Regions from separate parts of the Triticum aestivum genome. Here region 2 is linked to region 1. A link is a contact called in public Hi-C data. All regions are on one chromosome and are shown on one strand. The core of a region is the stretch at or near the end of the contact, and the rest is flanking DNA. Distances in the headings are between cores, read along the strand shown.

Region 1 (5,732 bases), core at 1,429-3,928:
GAGGAATGGGTTTGAGAGGAACATTTGTTCTAAACAGGTTTAGCTCTTATTTTAACTAAACCCAGCATACTCACTATGAGCTGCTTCATTAAAGTGATTCTAAGTACTCCCTCTGTAAAGTAGTGATAAGCGCATTTAGATCACTAAAGTAGTGATCTAAACACTCTTATATTTCTTTACAGAGGGAGTAGTTGTTTTCTACTTCGAGGAACTATGGCAGACGTGCTGCCTCTCATTTTGACAGAGGAACTATGGCAGACGTACGACCACTTGTAGGGAAAAATGAAACTAGTTAACATGATCATGCTATTATGCTTAGAGACCATGCGTTCACTTGCCACTGCCTGCTGGGTGCGGACTACTCTCATCTTCTCAAACAAGGTTCAAGCCTTCAACTGAGACATCCATCTATGTGTTTTCAATTTCTAATACAATAACTTTGAAGTAAATGGTGAGAGCACCAATAACTAACAAAGTTTCAGGTGAACAGCTGATTAGTGGTGGGCAGGTGGCACACCAGATTGTGCCACTATAAGGAACGCATCAGGATTCCTAGAGTTCTAGTTCCATGGATTTATGGATACCATGGTTTCATCCCTTTTATTTGTCGGTTCAATGCTTGAAATTTAAATCTATCTTTGGTATAAAAGATTAAATTCCATCACGTGAGGTCATTTTATATTTACAAATTAGCTTCCCCCCTTCGATCTAAGAGATTAAATTGCTCCAACTACAGAAGTACAGGATTAGCATATCGTTGTACGCAATCCATACAAGAGCTAGATAGACTTTATCAGCATAGGTGGATCTGTAAGCATGCTTCTAAAATAAATCTTCAATTATATCCTAACTCCCTGAGATTTTTGAATTAAAAAAAAAACTCACTCTACACTTGCCACACAGTGTAGACAGTGTAGTGCAGATTAATAAGAGGCTCAAGCATGATAGACTTTCTTAAATGGTGCAAAGAATTCTACAGCAGTCAAAAACATAGAATCCTAAACCCACAAAGCCTTTATCCACCCTTAACAAATAAAATGGTGTTAACATTTCTTTGTCTTGCTGTCTTGATTGGTGTGCCCCGACTTAAGCTAGGACTTTTAACATCAAAGGTGCCTTGATTGGAAACATGTAGGATTTTACTTTCCCTTTAATGCTATCAGTAAGTGTCGCTGCAAGCTATTGATTAACTGGAGGGGACAATCTATCTTGGCATTGCAGTGGATCAACTATATAAACTGACAAATTTCATTCATCTTTTTTCCATAACCCTTTATGCAATATGCTGCACTAACTGTTTACGGCAATCACAGGCAACTCAATTCATGTCACTAGATAATGTCAAAGCCTCGACCGTGGTAATGTTGAGGGTTTGTAACATCAGTGTCCTAACAACCTAATTATTCCTACGTGTTCACCCCACTGCTTGTTTAAACATGTACTACTCCCTCAGTGTCAAAAAACTTCTCACATTGTGGGACTGAGGGAGTAGTACATAAAGGATTTCAGCTTCGAATTACTAGCTCTTCCCACATATCTAGCATAGAAATAATCAAACAGCAAGTTGCAATCAGCAGTGCAAAATGTTCATGGATAGCTGTATGTACCTTGGGCAGCTTCCTCTGTGATTTCTTCTCCCTCCTCTTGCTCCTCCACCCCTTCCTCTTCACCGTCGTCCTCGCCATCATCGCCCTCATATTCATCAAAACCGGTGGTACCGTACCTCGAGTTGAGGTAATCAATGGCGGCCGGGGTGAAGAAATGCTTGCGGGCGTCGAGGATGTCGTACAGGTTGAGCGTCCTGGGAGTTAGCATCTTGAGGGTGCCAATGTTCCTGCCGCTCAGCCGCACATTATTATCAAGCTCCGTGGAGAAGAACATGGCCTTCTCCCTGGGGTCGAGCCCCCACCGCTGAAGCGCGGCCACGAAGTCCCTGGTCCGGGGCCCCGTCGCGAACTCCTCGTCGAACTCCTGCACGACGAAGGAGTCGTTGGCGACGGCGGCGCTGGCGAGCGCGGTGGAGATAGCGAGGCGCTTCTCCTTGCGGTTGATCTTGATGGTCCAGTCCCGGGGCTTGGGGCCGAAGATGACTCCACCGCCGGGGCGGAGCGGCGTACGGACCGACCCGCGCCGCGCCTTCCCGGTCTTCTTCTGGCCGTAGGGCTTCCTCCCGCCGCCCCGAACCTCCCCGCGGGTAAGGGTGGAGGCCGTGCCCCGGCGCGCGTTCTGGCGGTCGGTGATGAGGGCGCGGTGCACGACAGCGCGCGCGGTGGAGGGCGGCGCGGCCTTGATGTCCAGGGCGACCTCCCCGACCTTCTCCCCGGTGAAGTTGATGACCGGGAGGGTGGTGGCCTCGGCCCGCAGCGCGCGGAGGATGGAGGCGGACGGCCTCCCCCTGACGGAGGCGTGCGGGAAGGAGGACGAGGAGGGGGAGGGGAGGAAGGAGACCGAGGAGGGCGAGGAGAGGAAGGAGGAGGAAGAGGCGGAGAGCGAGAGCAGGAGGGGCGAGGCCACGGAGGAGACCGGCATTGTGGCGGCTCTACGGCGGCTGCGCTGCGCTGGGGGGCGGACGGAGATGGGGGAGGAGATGGCTCTGCCGCTGCAGCTGCCACTTCTATCTCTTTATCCACACCACACCCGTTCGCCCGTTTGGCAGGAGTGTCCCCGTCCGTCGCGCACTGTCGACTGCGTCTTGACCCCGCCAAGTCAGCACTTCTCACCACTCCCTGAGCTAGCAGGTCCAAAAAACTCGTCCCGCAGAAATATTACACAGTTTCCTACTAAACCGGATTTACAATACCGCAAGACATCGGACATAACAAATCACATAAAAATCGTCAGCGGTCCTGCAAAATAGCATAAAACACCCTACAAATAAAATATAGATTGCAATTGGGTCATGCTCGCTCACCTATGAAGTTAGCCCAACTCCCCCGTCCGCTTGGATCAAAACAGACAGATGACGCGGTCGAACGTGCGGCCGCATCATCAAATTTTATCCGTTTTGCGTTCGGCCCATCCCATTTCCGGTGCAAACTTACGCCCGGTTTGCGTCCAGACAGGCGCTGAACGGACGGGCACGCGGTAGCTCCTCGTCCGCCATGGGACGCGTGGCGGCCGTCCACCTACCTCCACCGTCAAATTGAATGCGCACGCACGGCGGGGCTCGACTGTCAATGACATAGGCGTGGGGTCACCGTCCTTCTTAATGTGGAAGCCGTGGACCGGCCAGTCTACAGCTTCCACTTCCAAGCCGGCCTGCCTCCTCCATTGCCGACACGAGCAAACCCTAGCCACCTCCCCGTCCTGCTCGCCCACCTTGCCGTCGGCGCCATGGGTTGGCATTGGATCAAGGGGAAGCATGGCCACAAGGCCGGCTCCTCCTCGGGCCGACGCCGCTCCAGCAGATCCGCACCGACTTCTCCTTCGCCTTCTCCGCCAGCTTTTCAGATGGCGCCGCCAACGGCCGGGCATCGCGACAGGCCATACATCCCTGTGGATGTATGTCGTCGCTACCGGGAGAGGCGACACCGATGCCCTGGGGAGATGTCCACCTGCCAAATAACTGGCATCTCTCCACCGACCGCATGCCGATCCCTCCAGTGCCCGCGAGTGGCCGCGCCCGCCGCGAGGAGATCAACCGACGGCGCCGGCGCCTCCCACCGGATCTACTGGTGGGCTCCAAGTATGCCATAGATTCGCCGCTATGGGATACGTTGCTCCGCGACGAGCACGACCAGAGGCGGCAATCTTTTTTTGCTACTCGTCCTCCTAACCCGCGCCACCTACGTCCTCCTCGTGCTGATGATAGCCCTCCCTAAACAGGGGACGTAGGCATGTGCGCGGCATCACGCCGACGCCTTCTCCGTCCCCGTCCCCGTCCCCGCCACCGCCGCTGCCCATGACCAAGGAGGAGGAGGCCTGCGCTCATGAGGCATGTCATGGAGGACTCCATGAACACGCACGACGAGCGACAATGGTATGGCCTGGAAACCGATCTGGCCCTGTCTGTGACCGGAGACGTGGCCATCCCGGAGATGGACGTCGACGTCAAGGAGGAGGTGCCGGAGGAGGCGCCCATCGCCGCGCGGAACCCTCGCCTGGTGGGCCAGCGGTGGAGCTGGTCGTGCACAGCGCCGGAGATGGAATAGTATTACCCATGCTAACTTTAATGTCCATGGGGAAGCTGGTGGGTAAAATACCCTACCCAGCGTGCAAGACAGGGATGGAGATGGGATAGTATTACCCATGCCAGTTACCCTCCTTACATGAAGGCCTTGCATATGGGCTCTAAAATTAGTAAAAACCCATGTAATTCACATCCTTACCCAACCAAATTTTCACTCATCCCACCTTTGGACAAAAAACCCTAAGAAAACCTACTGAAATGCTATAGAAGGTTGTTGCTGATTGCGCGTATGGGTTTCCCCACGGGGATAAAAACCCGACGGGGATGGGGATGGTAATATTTTTAGAGTAAATTGCAGAAAACCACCAGTTTGAAGGTTAGGTTTGCAAAAGACACCACAATGCATTTTTTTGCAGAAAACACTATGTTTTCAGTAATCTTTTTGCATAAAACACTACTCGACGGATCGGGCTCAGATAAGTGAGTTTATGACAGAAGGGACCCACCAGTCAGGCTGATGTGGCACTGCTTAACATCTTACATGTAACGGCAACGCCTGGTAACGTTATCATCCTATGTGGGTCCACCTGTCATTGCAAGAAAAAAAGAAAAAAAAGGGTTCATCTTATCTTCACGCAGACTTCGTTATTGCCTCACCAGGTCCACCATCGTTGTTGCCATGCCCAGGCTCACCGCCGTCGTTGCCTCGCCCAGGCCCGCCGCCGCCGTGGTCTGCATCCCAATAGGCTGGAGCGCCACCGTGGTCTGCATCCCCCTTGGCACCAGTGCGCACCAAGGTCTGCATCACCTTGGGCACCGGCATGCTCGAGCTCGGCAACGGAGCCGGTGCTTCCCCCTGCCTGACCAGCCACTGACGCTGGAGCTTGCCAACCGCGGGCCACCGCGCCTTCTCAACATCAGGAACCGCCTCGCCGCCGTCCAGTTCATCCAGATCCCGTCGGGATCAGGTCATCCCCGCCGGATCCATGCTGCGCGCCTCTATTGCATCGCCGGAGACCACCTCGGCGAACCTCCTGCGCCCTGCAACACCTGCACCGCCGTGGTGAGCTGCACCTGCTCGATAAAATGACTAAGTGGTCTGACACAGAGAAGAGAGTGTTTCACTGACAACGGGTCCCCTGTCAAGCAAAACGATTCGATGTAACGGTGTGAGAGATTGGTGCCACGTCAGCCTGTCCGACGGGCCCCATCTATCATAATCTCACTTATCCGAGCCCAATCTGAAGATCAATGTTTTCTGTAAAAAGATTACTGAAGACATGGTGTTTTCTGCAAAAATAATGTATTGTAGTGTTTTTCGCAAACCTAACCTTCAAACTGGTGGTTTTCTGCACTTTACTCAATATTTTTATCTCCGCAGATGGGTATGGAGATGGGGACGAGCATGGAAAAGCTCTCATGAGGACGAGGATGGGAGTCCAATACCCGTCTGGGTGATCCCCATTGCCAACCCATTAGGAGGTGAGAGGGTGGTAAGAGCATCTCCAGCCGCGCCCCCAGAACGGCCTCCCAGGCAATTTTTTTGCGCTGGTGCCGAAAAAACGGCCCAGTCGCGCCCCCAAAGGCCCATTTTTCGCCGGCT
Region 2 (5,732 bases), core at 971-3,470, 520 kb after region 1:
ATAGCACATGCTCCTGATTGGCATTCATTTAGCCTCTCTTCCATAAAAAGGTTGCATGCTAGGATTCCTTAAGGAGATGAAGTGGTTGACGACATCACAAGGATCGTCCTAGAGAAGAACCTACACCGCTCGAAAAACTATTGATCCCAAGACCCACACGTTTGTTAGTAAGAATCTAATGTACATTGGAATCAAATGTACTTGTGACTGAAAATTATTTTGGTAACAGTATAGAGTTGTAGAACCAGTTACATGTATATTTTGGTAAATACAAATAATTTGTTTGTGGTATGTGATTGTAAAAAGAGAAGAGTAATAAGGCAGTGCAAACCTAGCCATGTAGTTTGTGCTTTTAAGGCTGGACCGCGGGCTATGATTTTTAGCCCAGCACAAGCCCAACACAACACGTGAATAAAAAGGTCAGGTCGGCCTTGGGCCCGCCATGGAACAAGGCCGGTCCCCAAAGCCAAGCCTTAAGGCTAGCCCGACACAACCCTCTTGTTCACGGTCCCGACCGGCACGACACTTGGCTCACGGCCCTTTTAGCATTGTTTGGGACTGTTTTGGTTTTTTAGGATGTTTTGTCGTTTGTAGGGCATTTTGACCTCTTTTAATTTTTTATTGAGACAATGACCTCTTTTTGAAACGGAAGAAGCGTCCCCCGCGTCGCCCGCGTCTGGCGACACGGGGGAAAGACCTCGCCGCCGCTCGAAGGCCACCTCCACCACCGTGCCCTGCTACGCCATTGCCGGAGGGCCGGCCGGCGAAGCCGTGCCACGCCCGAGGATGGTGACGGCGGGGCGGCCTCGTCCTCCTTCCCCTGCCAGATCCCCGCCAACCCTCGATCCGGCCGGGGGCTTCTCCACCAACGCCCCCTCCGGCGCCGCTACCAGTGGGCCGGCCGGCGAGGCGTCGCCGCGCCCGGAGCTGGTGCCTGTGAGGTCTCGCCCCGCCCCCGAACCCCCTCCCCTCATGTCGGAGCGCCACCCCCCCCCTCGGACCTGATCTGGCGCTCCATGGTCGCGCACCTCCACCAACTGCTCCGGTTCGTCTGCCCGTCTGATGCGGCAGCGCGGCCACGCCCGTGGCTGGCCTGGCCGGGGTCTGGTCCTGCTCAGACGCTGACCACCCTTCGTCTCCGACGGCGCCTCCTCCGAGCGGCGGTGGTGGCCTCTGCACATGTTTGGTCATGGTGGCCTCTGCACATGCTTGGCAGTCGGTCAAAGCTTTGCGGTGGATCCCCGTCGACATCACTCCAATCCCGGCGGCCACGAACCTGCGTTCTCCAGTGTTCATGGCCTGTCGGTGCTATGCCGGTGTGGATTTTCGGCCTTGACGCTCCGGTAGTTGCGTCCCTTCCAGCTACTTTGGCTTGTCGGTGTTCTGGCGGTCACGTCTCTCGCAGTCAGGATCTGCGTCTCCTTCCGGTTCCTGGCTTGCTAGCGGCGTCGGCCACCACCATCCATCCGCATCAGCTCTTTGCCCGTTGCCTTCCCGACCCCGTCCACCCCACACGCCATGACGACTCCAAAGCTCGCGTTTTTTGACGGTGGCAGGTGCAGCCCCACCTTGCCCCCTTCTTTGGCGGCGGTCGTCTGGCGTGCTGACTTCTTCATCTTCGGATCCTCATCTGGCGGCAATGGGATTGCTCGAACTAAGGCCAGGCGAAATCCTTGCTCGGCTTGCCGATGCTGGTAGCGGCGGCACTTGTGGGTGTCGTTTCCCTTCCTGAAGGCGTTGCCATGGTCTTTATCTGTGCCCCTCTTCGAGTATCGGGGGAAACCCTAGATCCGATTCTCTGGATCGGATAGCAGCGGCGTAACGATGTCGTTCCCCTTCTTGAAGGCGCTATCTTGCTAACTCACGGCGTCCCCGGTGTTGGATTTGAAGATGTTTGACGTCTTGCTAGTCTGGCTTGCCTCACTAGTTCTACGCTTGGTGGGTTTAGTTGTGTCTTTTTCCTATTCGGGTTGAGCATCCATTGTCTCTCTGCTCTGGGTTCCATGCTCATGCCTTCTCGCGTCCATGTCATGTTTTGTAACCCTCCTCTGTACTCAATTCTCTTTTTTCTATCAATGAAATGATACGCAAGCTTTGCGTGTTCGCGAGAAAGACAATGACCTCTTTTAATTTAACCTAAAGAATCCCCGGAAAGCCGAAACAGCCCACATGACCGAAAATCAACTCGGGCCGGTCGGGCGGTGCTAATCCCCTTTCTGTTCCCCGTCAAAAAAAAAAACCTTTCTGTTCGGTTGTTTATTGTTGCGTCCACGACGAAAGGCAGGCATCAGTCGTGGCGGCGGCGCAGAAGCCGTGCGTCTGTTTGGTGCGGCCGTGAGATAAGGGAAGGAATCCGCCGCCATCCGGCCAATCCCCCGCTGCCCCGGTATCAATCGCGGCAGCATGGAGTCGGGAGCCAGATCGGAAGCAAAGCCAGACGAGGAAGGGCCGGCCCCGGCGGGAAGCAGCAGCGGCAGCAAGGTGTACCACGAGAGGCAAAGGATGCAGTTCTGCCTCCTCCACGCCCTCAACAACCTTATGCAGGTGACCCTTCTCCTCTCTTGCTTAGTCGCGCTACTATGTTCTTGTCATGGTTCTCGTAGCTGCACTTAGAACTTTGTGTAATCCTAAGTTTAGTAATTGAGTCCAACAAATTAGATTCTATCTCTCGTGCTTTCTTGTTAGCCTGATTGTTCCCATCAAAGGACATCGGCAGTCAGTCAGCACCCACATCTGCGAACTAAGTACTGAAATTACTCGGCGTGAAGCTACAGATTGTTGTAGTCGCGGAGCGTTGTGCCCTGGGTGGGCATGTTTTTTGTGTGATTGTTTCCAACTTGTCACAACTTACGCAGTGGTGAAAGATCAGGGCATATATTGAAGTATGTAAAGATGTTCCTTCTCGGTCCGTAGAAATAGACAGCAATTGAGGTCCCTCTGTCAACTGTTGGTCCATTCAGTGGGCACTGTTCGTCATTAGTTTTGTCGATACGTTTATGGGTGGGTGTGGTTCACCCGTTTTGCAGCCCCCTGTCCACCGAATACAATGAAGGCTTTGCCAGTTGTGCGCGTGAATCATGAATTGGTAGCTGATAGGGATAAAAACAAATATTTTGGTCTTTGTCAAGTTTCACAATGACGTTTCAAATTGACGTTGACATGAATTTGGGAAAGCAAGCTGTGCACGCTTGCGGCCATGTGAGTGCAAGAGGCCAAGATCACACGGCAATAACAAGCATTTATGCTGCTGCCTGATTGGCTTTCATTTCTTATCATCTACTCCCTCCGTCCCATAATGTAGGACGTTTTTTGACACTAGTGTAGTGTCAAAAAACGTCTTACATTACGGGACGGAGGGAGTAATAATCAGTATGAAAAAAATATTACAATAACTTAATCCTCGGAGAGGTAACTGATTGGCACTTTCACTCATCAACATATATACAGGTAGCATGATCTTATCATGCACTGCATAGTCGGTCTCTTCGCTCTGACGCCACCTTATTTAATCTGGGCTTACCATGATTGTGTTGTGTGTGGTTCAGGAAAAAGAATCGTTCACCCGAGCTGAGCTGGATGGGATTGCTGAAAACCTTGTTCTTACTGATCCAAACAAGGAGAGATGGACTCCTCTATCGTTGATTTGGAAGCCCCACCACAATGCATTAACAGGGAACTATGATGTAAATGTTCTTATCGCGGCGGTAGAATCTAGAAAGAAGAAGGTAGTTTGGCATGATCATCGGAAGGGGGCATCTTCGATAGATCTGGATGCGGAAGCGCTGGTAGGGCTGATGATCAATGTACCCGTCAGGAGGTTAAGGGGTCTGTGGACCGGCAGGCATTGGGTAGCAATTCGAAGCATTGATGGCATCTGGTTTAATTTGGACAGCGATCTTCCGTCGGCCAAGCAGTTTCAGTGCAAAGAAAAACTAATTGCATTCCTGGACAGCGTTCTCAGTCAAGGCGGAGAACTGATGATCGTGCTCCAAGACGAATGATTGCACTGCTTCAGATCGGGGCTACAGCTAATGGCTTCTCCTCCATGATTTACCCGTTGCCCATATTTCTGAATTGGCAATGAGACCGCTTGCGTCTGCAATAGTAACTTCTCTGAAACTTTCAGTCTTTGTGAGAATCATGACAGTCATTGGCCTTTGTATTTAACTGATTTTGTGTATGTCAAATGCCAACAAGTTGTCGACAGAGGCATATCACATGCTGCTGAGGAACTGTCTTATTTTTTTAAGCCTGAGGGAACTGTCAGTTGTGTATGCAGAGCTTTGGAAAGGAGAATCTGCTCCGGCAGTGTATGTGCCCTGTTTTTTTCTGGGAAACTGAAGTGTATATGCCCTGTGGAAACTATTTTGTGAGCATCGCTTTGACGTGTACATTACATCTTAAAACATTTGGTGTGAGTTTTATATTTCCTTGTGTGTTTCTTGTTGGCCAAGTACTGTTAAAATTATCGACAGCGGTAGCGCTGCTGTTTAAGCCTATCAGCTTATCTTCTGTTTAGTACCTGGAAGAAAGGCCAGTGGTTTCGAAATCTTTAACTTGAAGAATCGAATGGGTTAATGCATTGGAAGATTAGAGAAGCCTTGCGTCAACCTTATTACTCCCTCCGTTCGGAATTACTTGTCTCGGAAATGGATGTATCTAGAATACAAGTAATTCCGAATCGGAGGGAGTACATAATTAGTAGAAACAGACTAGCAGTACGACAGAAATGGCCAATTTCAAAGAACTTTGTAATGTACGGGAACTGCATACAAGCGGCCGGTCAATCATCCGTAACTGTGGACATACGGGTGCAGCAAGCCACACAAGCTCGCAAGCTGCTGCTGGGTACAATGTACAAATCCTTTGGTTGTAGTATAACAGTAGACAGGGCAGCAAACGGAGTGCCTGGCTGGATAAGCGCCGCCTACCCCGTTCTGCCCGTCTTCTTCTGCCAGTACAACGTCGCGGTGCTGTAGTGCTCGTTGCGTATCGTCTTCGAGGCCGTTCTCCAGTCGCAGTTCTCCATCTCCTCTCTGGCAGCCCTTCCGACCGACTCCCTGAGGTCTTTCGACAACAGGAGCTGTTCGATCTTCCTCATGCACTCGTCGAGATCCCCGGGTGTGAAGAGGAAGCTGGTCTTGCCCTCCTTGTCCTTGGGTATTATATCAGGTATGCCTCCGGCGCGAGCAGCGACAACCGGGACTCCAGAAGCCATGGACTCCAGCACTACTTGTCCGAGCGTCTCAGACTCTGAAGGCATTGCAAATACGTCCCCACTGGCATACGCCTGCGAGAGCTCCTCGCCTTGGAGCATTCCGGTGAAAACTACAGGCATACCTGTGAACATTTTTTCCAGCTCAGCCCTGCCAAGATAAACATATGGTGTAAACGTCTCCAGAATTGAAGAGGAAACCGCATGGGGTCAAACAGATGGCCGAGCACAATAAGTTGGTTATCACTTGCTTAGTGCTCATTGCAAATAAAAGCATACCATGTTCTCATTTGGTATTTAAGCATTGTTATTGTTTGTGGACATGTGGTACATTTAATTACTGGCTGCATTAACTTACTTGCTTAGTCCAGAAGTATCTTGTTCAGTACTACCCTGAGTTTCTAACTTACTGAAGAAACAAACCCTCAGGCGAAACCATGTATACAATTAACTCAAAGAAACAGAAAAAAGGAATACTAATCCGCAACTTGTGACAAGGCCATCTTCTCACAACTCA

What was found. A called contact is a pair of places that touch in the nucleus more often than the background predicts.
Region 2: a contact with region 1 is called in a Hi-C map of leaf, with 6 times the contacts expected there. The contact joins the promoter of LOC123092664 here to the promoter of LOC123092659 in region 1. A contact is called at or near these places in 2 of 5 Hi-C or Micro-C datasets (both in leaf).

The regions. Positions count from the first base shown.
Region 1 is chr4B:451,889,780-451,895,511 of IWGSC CS RefSeq v2.1, forward strand. LOC123092659 (50S ribosomal protein L4, chloroplastic) reads right to left here and starts at 2,679. Exons shown (of 2, transcript XM_044514477.1): 1 at 1,608-2,679. The coding sequence starts at 2,529.
Region 2 is chr4B:452,409,479-452,415,210 of IWGSC CS RefSeq v2.1, forward strand. LOC123092664 (josephin-like protein) reads left to right here and starts at 2,221. Exons shown (of 2, transcript XM_044514481.1): 1 at 2,221-2,544; 2 at 3,546-4,434. The coding sequence starts at 2,404. The coding sequence ends at 4,001. It overlaps LOC123092663 (sulfoquinovosyl transferase SQD2), which reads right to left. Exons shown (of 11, transcript XM_044514480.1): 11 at 4,720-5,366. The coding sequence ends at 4,928.